Linked DNA regions of Macaca mulatta: region 1 is linked to region 2. Evidence: chromatin contacts called from public Hi-C data. All regions are on one chromosome and are shown on one strand. The core of a region is the stretch at or near the end of the contact, and the rest is flanking DNA. Distances in the headings are between cores, read along the strand shown.

What was found. A called contact is a pair of places that touch in the nucleus more often than the background predicts.
Region 1: a Hi-C map of CD4 T cells shows a contact between it and region 2, with 3 times the contacts expected there. The contact joins the promoter of TMEM191C here to the promoter of HIC2 in region 2.

The regions. Positions count from the first base shown.
Region 1 is chr10:31,534,394-31,540,049 of T2T-MMU8v2.0, reverse strand. TMEM191C (transmembrane protein 191C) reads right to left here and starts at 3,717. Exons shown (of 10, transcript NM_001193786.2): 1 at 3,422-3,717; 2 at 3,018-3,141; 3 at 2,833-2,883; 4 at 2,606-2,683; 5 at 2,203-2,259; 6 at 2,022-2,105; 7 at 1,855-1,919; 8 at 1,703-1,775; 9 at 1,516-1,556; 10 at 1,112-1,433. The coding sequence starts at 3,717. The coding sequence ends at 1,229.
Region 2 is chr10:31,475,778-31,480,777 of T2T-MMU8v2.0, reverse strand. It overlaps HIC2 (HIC ZBTB transcriptional repressor 2), which reads right to left and starts at 1,998. Exons shown (of 3, transcript XM_028827944.2): 1 at 1,809-1,998.

The DNA.
Region 1 (5,656 bases), core at 2,468-4,967, 58 kb before region 2:
TATGTTATCTGGCCACAGTGGAAATTAGGAATCACTAACAGTAAGGTATCTGTTGGCCAGGCACGGTGGCTCATGCCTGTAATTACAGCACTTTGGGGAGGCCGAGGTGGGTGGATCACGAGGTCAGGAGATCAAGACCATCCTGGCTAACACAGTGAAACTCCGTCTCTACTAAAAATACAAAAAATTAGCTGGGTGTGGTGGTGGGTGCCTGTAGTCCCAGCTACTTGGGAGGCTGAGGCAGGAGAATGGTGTAAACCCAGGAGGCAGAGCTTGCAGTGAGCCGAGATCATGCCACTGCACTCCAGCCTAGGCGACAGAGCGAGACTCCGTCTCACAAAAAAAAAAGTAGCACATGTGATCAGAGGGAAAAAACAAGCATTAAGATGCTTTAAGGCAGTTTAGGGGAAGATGACAGCGATGAGCTGAGCTCAAGTAGTAAGAATACCAGAATACAGAGTGTGACTTCCCAAATAAACAGAAAGGGGAGCATTGAAAAATCAGGATCAACATACTACAAATGGTAGAAATATATTCAGATATAGTAGAAATAATTTCAAATCACAATACTTGAAAAAGGGAGCTTGTCAAATTGGCAAAAAAGTGTCAAATGCTATGTACAAGTTTCTGGCAATATGGCAAATTATATATCCTGAAAAACTGAAAATGCTGTTTATAATACTGGGGAGTGGATCTAAATCCATGAGCTGTAAAAAAGGAAGGAATCTTTGGAGGCTAAAAAACCAAGCTCCTAGGCCGGGCACGGTGGCTCAAGCCTGTAATCCCAGCACTTTGGGAGGCCGAGACGGGCGGATCACGAGGTCAGGAGATCGAGACCAGCCTGGCTAACACGGTGAAACCCCGTCTCTACTAAAAAATACAAAAAACTAGCCGGGCGAGGTGGCGGGCGCCTGTAGTCCCAGCTACTCGGGAGGCTGAGGCAAGAGAATGGCGTAAACCCGGGAGGCGGAGCTTGCAGTGAGCTGAGATCCGGCCACTGCACTCCAGCCTGGGAGACAGAGCGAGACTCCGTCTCAAAAAAAAAAAAAAAAAAAAAAAAAAAAATCCAAGCTCCTACAGGACATGGGAGACAGATGACGAACCCACGAGCTTCATCCCTTGAGGAGTTTATTAGGCGACCTTGGTCTACACTCTCAGGAGAGGAGTGCACCAGAAATAAAGCCAGGTGCCCTGGAGTCCACCTGGAGCCAGGCGCGGGGCGCTGCACTTAGGTGGGCAGCAGCCCGTTAGCGCGCAGCTCCAGCAGCGGGGACAGTGTGTAGCGCAGGCGGCGCAGCGTCGTCTCCGAGGTGAGGCTCCGGAGCCACGCGGAGATGGTGCCAGGGTCCAACAGCACAGTCCAGAGCAGCGACAGCCCCAGGAAGAGGAGCGGCAGCGTCAGCAGCACCTGCAGCGCGCCCAGCACGCACCGCCTGAGGGGCGAAAGGCGGGCAGGTGGGCGGCGACTCGGACGTGTACCTGGGGGACCGCGGCCGCGCCCACCGCCCTGCTCACCTGATGGCCAGCGCGCACCGGCCGCCGAACAGCCGCATCTCCTGCGGAGAGAGGGGGCCTCATCCAGCTACCTCCGCGCCCGCGGAGCCGGCCGGGTTTCCAGGAGGAGGGGGAGGCGGCCCGGCGCCGGGATGGGGAGGGGTGTCCCGCTCCAGCCCGCCCCGCCTGGACCCGCGCAGGCGCTCACTCGGTCCGCCCTGGCCATCTCCTCCATGAGCGACTCGGTGCTATACTGCACTCCGCGAAGCTGTCCGTCACACCTGCGGGGACAGGCATGCAGGTGGGAGCCCGGCCCGGCCCCACAGTGCCCCGCCGCGCCCGCAGGCCCAACTCCCTTACGGTTCCCGGCCACTCTGCCAGGCGTCCAGCTCCTCCGCAGCCTCCATCACCTTCACCTGCACCTCCTGGAGCGGGTGAGAGTGCGGACTGAGGCCTCGGGGAGGCGTCCTGGCGGCGGGTTGGGAGACCTGCCGCCCCAGGTCTGGGGGAGGAGAGGCGGGAGGCACCTTGGCGTCCGAGTGGGGCCGCACCTGCAGGACTACGGTCTGCTCCTGGAATATGGCCCAGGCCTCAGCTGTCTGCAGCGCGCCCTGGGTGTGGACACCTGGGTTAGACTCCGGGGAGACACGCCCTTCCCCACCCACACTCGAAAGCTGACCCTCCAACAGAACCCACTTCTGCCCTCACCTGCTGCAGTTTCTCCTCCTGCAAGGCGCACTTGGTCTCCGCCAGCTCCAGTTCATTCTTGAGAAGGACCCAGGGAATGTCAGGAGGTCCGCAGGCCGACACCCCGCTGCCCCTCCGGGCCCCGCCCGTGGCCCTCAGCGCCCGTCCCCAGGCGACCATGACCCTGCCCACGTCCTCAGGACCCATCGTAAGCAACGCCCCAGTTAGTCGTGGCCCCACCCCCTCCGCTCTCCGCCCCTATTCTAGCCCTCAGGGCCCCGCCCCCATGCGATTATGCTCCGCCCACATCCCCGCCCAGTCCACGCTGTCAGGGCCTGCCGCAAGCCACACCCCCAGGTGGTCATGGCCCCGCTCATGCTGCTGCTCCGCCTCTACTAAAGACCTCAGGGTCCAGCTCAAGCACCTGCAGCGTCACCAATTGGGCTGCGAGTTGCTGCTCCGTGCTCTTCTGGCTCTGCTGTTCCCCTCCGTAGTAGAAGAGCTAGGGGCGGGGCTTGTAAAGGCGGGGTTTACCGACTTCTGGAGGAACGGGTGTCGGGGTGACAGGGACGGAGAGGCAACAAGGGCGGGGACCAGGGCAGGACTTCCGAGAGGAACCAAGAGACAGACCCTCCCATCTCCCGCACGTACCTGACTAGACAGCTCCTCCCACTGCTCCTGCAGCTGCCTGTTGTACTGCTCCTGCGGACAGGGTCCTGGGGCGGTGCCGGCCTCTCCGCCGGTCCTGCCTCACCCCACCCCCGGATCCCGCCCCCTTCCGCCCACCCTGCCCCACTCCACCGTGGATCCAGCCCCATTCCAGGACTCTTACTCACCAAGTCCTCCTTGTGGCGCTCCGCCTCCTCCAGCCTTCTGCGCACCCGCTCCGCGCGCTCCCGCGCCGCCTCGCGCGCCTCCCCTTGCAGAGGTTGTACTGCCTGGCTTCGCCTCCGCAGCAGGCTGCAGAGGGAAACTGAGGTTGGCGCTACAAGGCGGACTGGGTTGCTCAGGATCCCGCAGTCACCGGGAAGGACCAGCTGCAGGCTCATGATTGGGAACGGGGAAGTCCTGACCGAGTCCCCCACCTGGGTCCGCTGGGTGGATCGCCCGTTCCCCAAGCGCCTAGAGCAGAGGTGCGGGCCCGGGCGGATCGGCCTGGTACTCTGCGAAGCCCCTCGCGGCGCTGCCTGCGGGACGGACCCTCACGCGCCCGCCAGGTGGAGCGGCGTTCCCCGCGCACCTTCGCTCCCGCTCGCTCAGGTCCTGCAGGCGCCGGTTGAGGCTCTCGCTCTCGGCCTCGAGCCCGCGCATCAGCTTCTCTAGCTCCTGCTTCCGCTGGCGACCATCTCGGTTATCCTTCTGCAACTGCAGCAGCAGCTCCTGCGTCGCGGCCATGGCTGTGGAGACCGTGCCTAAACGCCGCCCGCCTAGGGGACCCAGCCTGCGGCTGGCGGGCGTCACAATGGGCAGCAGGGAGCGCCTAGCGGGCTGTACCACAACGGGCGGCAGGGGGAGCCCAAGCGCAACCTGACACATGCCTCTTCTCACACCAGCTAGAGACAGGTCAGGCCGGTCACACTTAGTCCACCACTGATGAAAATTGTGTCAAAGAGCTAATTGGATCAATGAAAGATTAATAAAATACTAAGACCAAATGCAGGCAAGTTGAAGATTGGTTCCCCCACATAGCAGATGGCACTCGGAAACTGATCGATCTCTTGTAGAAAAGAACCCATAAATATGTTCATATCTTTTGACCCAATTATCCCTCTCCTGGGAAATTTATCCCAGGAAGGAGAAAAAATATTTTTTCTTTTTTTGAGACAGAGTCTCGCTGTGTCTCCCCGGCTGGAGTGCAGTGGCGCTATCTCGGCTCACTGCAAGCTCTGCCTCCCGGATTCACGCCATTCTCCTGCCTCAGCCTCCCGGGTAGCTGGGACTAGAGACGCCTGCCACTATGCCCGGCTTTTTTTTTTTTTTTTTTTTTTTAGTAGAGACGGGGTTTCACTGTGTTAGCCAGGATGGTCTCGATCTCCTGACCTCGTGATCCACCTGCCTCAGCCTCCCAAAGGGCTACAGGCGTGAGCCACCGCGCCCAGCCGAGAAAAAATAATTTAAACCCACTGTGCATTAAATGGTTCGCTGAAGTGGTTACAGTAGCCACAAAAAAAAGGAAACAATTTTAATGATTAATATGTGTTTGGGTATTTATTATGTGGCATGCCTAGAGCTATGATGATGTCTGGTGAAAAAGAATTTGATTTAGCATTTATGCTAAAGTAACTAAGATAAAATACATGACAAGATCCGCAAAGGAAACAGGAGGAAGATAAGCTCTTTCATTGCTTGGTGAGACTGTAAGTAAACTCGTCCTTTTATTTATTATTATTTTAGAGACAAAGGTCTTGCTGTCACCAGGCTGGAGTACAGTGGCACAATCAAGGCTCAGAGCAGCCTCAATCTCCCAGGCCCAAGTGATCCTTCCGCCTTAGCCTCCCAACTTGTCCTTTTAAAATCTGCCTTTATTTGTCGAGTACAATTATGAACTTGGATGCAAAAATCCAAAATAAATTACTAACAAAATCTAAAGGGAAACAGATCGAGACCATCCTGGCTAACACGGTGAAACCCCGTCTCTACCAAAAATACAAAAAACTAGCCGGGCGACGTGGCGGGCGCCTGTAGTCCCAGCTACTCGGGAGGCTGAGGCAGAAGAATGGCCTAAACCCGGGAGGCGGAGCTTGCAGTGAGCTGAGATCCCGCCACTGCACTCCAGCCTGGGAGACACAGCGAGACTCCGTCTCAAAAAAAAATAGTGTATGCTTTTTTTTTTTTTTTTTTTTTTTTTTTTTTTTTTAAGAGTCAGGGTCCCATTGTAACCCTGGTTGGAGTGCAGTGGCACCATCACAAGCTCACTGCAGCCGCAAACTTTAGGGCTCAAGCGATCCTCCCGCCTCTCACCCTTTAAGTAGTAGTAGTAAACGGCTGGGCATGGTGGCTCACGCCTGTAATCCCAGTAATTTGGAAGGCTGAGGCGGGTGGATCACAAGGTCAGGAGATCAAGACCATCCTGGCCTACGTGGTGAAACCCCACCTCTACTAAAATACAAAAAAAAAAAATTTAGCCGGATATGGTGGTGCGTGTCTATAGTCCCAACTACTCGGGAGGCTGAGGCAGGGGAATCGAACCCGGGAGGCAGAGGTTACAGTGAGCTGAGATTGCACCACTGCACTCCAGCCTGGTGACAGAGCGAGGCTCCGTCTCAAAAACAAAAAAAATAGTAGTAGTAGGGGCCGAGCGCTGTGGCTCACGCCTGTAATCCCAGCACTTTGGGAGGCCAAGGTGGGTGGATCACCTGAGGTCTGGAGTTTGAGACCAGCCTGGCCAACATGGTAAAACCCCATCTCTACTAAAAATACAAAAAATTAGCTGGGCGTGGTGGCCTGTAATCCCAGCTACTTGGGAGGAGGCAGG
Region 2 (5,000 bases), core at 749-3,248:
AGAAAAGCTGGGCTACAGGCACTCTACAACCTCCCTCCCCCAACCCGACACTGGCCTGCCGACCCACCTGAGAGCTCTGACCTCCGAAGGGAGGCAGCTGGGGAGCCTCTTCCCAGCCTTCCAAGTCTATTGCTTGTCCTGTGGGACCTAGAGATCTTCACAATCTCAATGGCACAAGACGGAACGTTCACTTCCAGGCAACAATTCTGGGCCACAGGACTCAGTTCAGCCCCCAAGCATCAGACTCCCAGCCCTGTTCTTGGTGTTCAGAACTCACTAAACCAGCAGTCTCGCCACACAGTTTTGTCTCCAGAGGCCAGCTCATCTGTTTTTCAGACTACTACAGCAACCCTGCTCCACCAAGCATGCACACTCTCCTTGCCACAGGGCTCCAGACCAACCACATGGCCTGTGCTCCTGAAAATGTCTGCTTGAAGGCCCAGGGAGTCCAGACACTGGCAGATGAGAATGGAGGGAAAGAAGCAAAGCCAGAAACCAGGAAGCAATAAATGCTAGACCCAGAAAGGCCTTAGGTTTGAGTGACCCAGCTCCATCCCTCCATCCTGGATCCTTAGAGGACAGCCTTGAGTTCACCCTAGGAGCTCCCAAGGCCCCTCCACTACCTGCCAGCTCTCCGACAGCACAAGAGACACAGCAATCCCCACATCAGTCAACAACCCACCGCCACAGGATTCCTATGGGCAAGGCTCTGCCCCTCCCCCCAGCACATATGTCAGAGGGGTGGCTTCCCTGGGTTACACCCCTCCTGCTGCTGGGGGAGTGGGGGGTCGGGAACATAGCTTTCCAGATGTGCTTGGCAACTCCTACTAGAAAAGACTAGGGGTGCAGGGGATAGAAGACATGGATAAATAACTTTAACACCGCTCCAACCCATCCGGCTCAGCATTGGGCTCCCTTACACAGGCAGTCCCAGGCAGTTCTGGGTGGGGCCGTTGGGAGCATTATCTGGCCTCATTCCCTCCTCTCCGCAAGTCACTGCCCCCCAGGGAGAGGCATTTCCCCCCCACCACGCACACACCCAGGCCTGTGTGAATATGAACCATCTTGGAAGATAAACAGAGAGTGACAAGCTGGGGCCCCTCAGCCCCCTCCCTCAGCCAGCCGGTCCCTTCCCCCTGCCAGCCGACCCCCTCCCCCAAGCCCATCTCTCTTCCTGCCAAGCGGCTGCCTACAGGAGAGATCTGGGGGCAGGGCAGCGAGCCCACCAGGCGCAGAGCCTGGCCCTCTGGGAGCGGCCCCTCCAGGCCCGCCCCTGCCCCTGCCCCTGCCGTGGCCAGTCTTCCCGCGGGGAGGAGGCAAGAAGAGAGGAGACCGCAGACAGTGCAAGACCGCAGTTCTGGAAATCGCAAAATCCTCCAGCGAGGGGGCGGCCGCGGGCGCAGGGCCGTTTGCATAATGGGAGCCCTCCCGCCTGTCAGGCAGCGCAGCTCGCCCGACGCTGTTCGGATTAGATTGCTAATGAAAAGGCACAAAGAGCCGGCGCCCGCTCGCCCGCCGACCCCCGCTCCGCAGACCCGCGCCTCCTGGGCCTGGCGCGGCCCCGTGGGCTTTGTGCCCCGGGTGCCCCACCGCCCGCGCCCCTCTGGGCATCTGGCCCACAAAGCCCGGGCCTGCCAGGGGTCCCGCGTGCGCCCCCGCCCAGGCCCGCCAGACGCGAGCGCGTCCCCCACGCGCGCAGTCCCACGTCGCCCGGGCGCGCGCGCCCACGCCCCTCTCTCCGGGGACGCGCCCGGCCCGCGGCCCCCGCCCGCGCCCCGCGCCCCCCGCCCCCCAAGGCCGCCCCTCACCTCGTGTGCGTCGGCGGCGGCGCTCCGCCCGCCGGCCGGCCGGCCCTACCAGCGGCCCTTGTCCTCAGCGCCCGGCTCGCGCCGCACGCGTCCGCCCCGTCCGTCTGCCGCCGGCTCGGCTCGGCTCCCCGCCCAGCGCGCCCCGAGCGCCGCTCACAGCCGCCCGCCCAGCGCCATCTTGGAAGCTTGTGACGTCGGCGCCGCCCGCTCACCCCTGACCCACATCTGAATGGGCGAGCAGCGGGGCGGGGCCAGGGGGCGCTAGGGGGCGGGGCCTGCGAACCGGGGCGGGGCCTCCGGGGGCGGGGCCGGCGCCGGCGCCGGCAAGCGGTCCGAGTACTAGGCGGGGCGGGCTGCGGGGGTCCGGCGCCGTGGGGGAGGGGAGCGCGAGAGGAGCCGGGGACCCAGACCCCGGACATCTAACTGGATCCCGACCTCAAGCGCCAGGACAGGACCGCGACCTCACCCCCGAAGTACCCGGACCGCATACCCGCCCCCGGGACAGGGACGCTGGCCCCCCCCTCCACAGGCTGACGCCCACCCCCTCAAACTCAGATGGACTTACTCCCTTTTAGCCCTACCCTGACCCCTAGGAGCCCCGAATTAGGGACCTCTGTCGGCCTACGCGTCTCCTCCCCGACTCCCTTGCGACCCCTACTCGACGCTCCCTGCGGTTGCGCGAGGCTCAAAGGCGTAGCCAGCAGTGACTGCAAGCTCGGGGGTCTGGGCTCCTGGGGAGGCCCGGGCTGGTTGGGTGCAAAAGAGAAGGGGCGCCCCTTCCCTGACCCCAGCGCCCCTCCGGCCCGCGCGCGCGCACCCCCGCGTGCCTTACCTGCTCCGAAGGCGCGGAGGACCCAGCGAGCTGCGCTCAGCCAGCCCCTTCCGGTGGCCGCAGCCCCTCGCAGGCCCCAGGGGTCAAGCGCCTGCCCGAGCCGGCCCACCAGGACCCGGGCTCCCGGCCGCCATGCAGATGGCCTTCCCAGGGGCTGGGCTGGCCTGAGCCGCCACTGCTTCTCTAGGGAGCTACTTAATGGACCTCTCTCTACTTTGAACACCAAACAAAGGAACACACCACTATCGAGGTCGCCCAAGTCCAAGAGGAGCACAGGTCTGCCTTACAGGCAAGTTGTGCTCCAGCTCCAGTCAAGATTAAAAGCCAGTTCCAATAACCCTTTGCCAAGCTGATTATGCAACCTTTCTTTCCTAATCGACGTATAGGTTTAGTGTCATGCTAACAACATTTCTTAGACTTCACAAAATTCTTAGTTCACCTGGAAAACTAAATAGTCGAAAACAGCTATCGTTTTCCCCCCTTGGAAACAAAAGCAGGCATGAAGGTAGACTTGCCCTAACAGATGTCAAAAAGAAATTGTAAAGCTACCGCAAGCATTTCAGTGTGGTACAGAACAAGAAATAGAATAGAAAGCCTAGAAACATCCTAGAAATGGTAAGAACACAATAGATGAAAAAGGAAATATCAAACATCTGTGAAGAAAAAAGAGATATCAAACATCCTTGAAGAAGAAAAGGAATATTCCACAAATAGAGCCCAGCAGAGGACTCACTATTTGAAGGAACGACTGAAAAAAAAATAGTCAACCATTCTGCTAACCCAAGACATATAAATTAAAACTATAAGAAGCTGGGTTTTCTACTAAACAAATTAAAAATCAGTTTCAAATGATAACCTTCAAACACAGGGTCTGGTAGGTAATCACTCTTATCAGTCTTATACTGTTGGAAGCACATAAATCGCCTCAAAATTCCTGGACATGAGTTTGGCGGTGTAAGCCAAAAGTTTTTTTGTTTGTTTGTTTTGTTTTGTTTCTTGACGCTCGGAGTCTCACTCCGTTGCCCAGGCTGGAGTGTAGCCGCAAACTCCTGGGATCAGGTGATCCTCCTGCCTCTCAAAATGCTGGAATTACAGGCTAAGCCAACTCACCTGGCCCCAAAAATATTTTAAAATAATTATACCCTCTCAGACCAGTATTCCAGGATTCTGTTCTGGGGAAATTAACCACATTTACAGACCACGTACTTATTATCTGTCTCTCTACCCATAAGTAAGTTTGTACCTGTAAGTTTGGAACCCGTGCCTAGGAGCACACCTGAGACAACAGGCATTCAACGGTCCCTTGTTTCGTCTGCATTTGAAAACTAATGTGGCCGCCTCATGCCTGTAATTCTAGCATTTTCGGAGGCCAAGGCCAGACTTTGAGACCACCCTGGGCAACATGGTGAAACCCCGTCTCTACTAAAAATACAAAAATTAGCCGGATGTCATGGTGCATGCGCGTAGTCCCAACTACTACATGAGACACGAGAATCACTTGAATCTGGGAGGCTGAGGTTGCAGTGAGCTGAGATCATGCCATGACACTCCAGCCTGGGCAACAGAGGGAGACTCGGTCTCAAAAAACAGTGCAAAAGATAACTAATATACAATAATTTTTTTTTTTTTTTTTGAGACGGAGTCTCGCTCTGTCACCCAGGCTGGAGTGCAGTGGCCGGATTTCAGCTCACTGCAAGCTCCGCCTCCCGGGTTCACGCCATTCTCCTGCCTCAGCCTCCGGAGTAGCTGGGACTACAGGCGCCCGCCACCTTGCCCGGCTAGTTTTTTGTATTTTTTAGTAGAGACGGGGTTTCACCGGGTTAGCCAGGATGGTCTCGATCTCCTGACCTTGTGATCCGCCCGTCTCGGCCTCCCAAAGTGCTGGGATTACAGGCTTGAGCCACCGCGCCCGGCCACAATAATATTTTTTAAGTGTCATGTATAATAATGAAAGAAAGCATAAACAAATTTCTCATAATGGGGTTAAATAATCCACATAATGGAATGTGGATTAGGCCAGGAGTAATGGCTCATGCCTATAATCCCAGCATTTTGGGAGGCTGAGGCGGGCGGATTACCCGAGGCTGGGAGTTCAAGACCAGCCTGACCAATATGGAGAAACCCCATCCCTACTAAAAATACAAAAAGTTAGCTGGGCATGATTGAGCATGCCTGTAATCCCAGCTACTCAGGAGACTGAGGCAGGAGAATCGCTTGAACCCGGGAGGCGGAGGTTGCGGTAAGCCAAGATCGCACCATTGCACTCCAGCCTGGGCAACAAAAGCAAAACTCTGTCGCAAAAAAAAAAAAAAAAGAATTAGCCGGGCATGGTGTCACATGCCTGTAGTCCCAGCCACTCA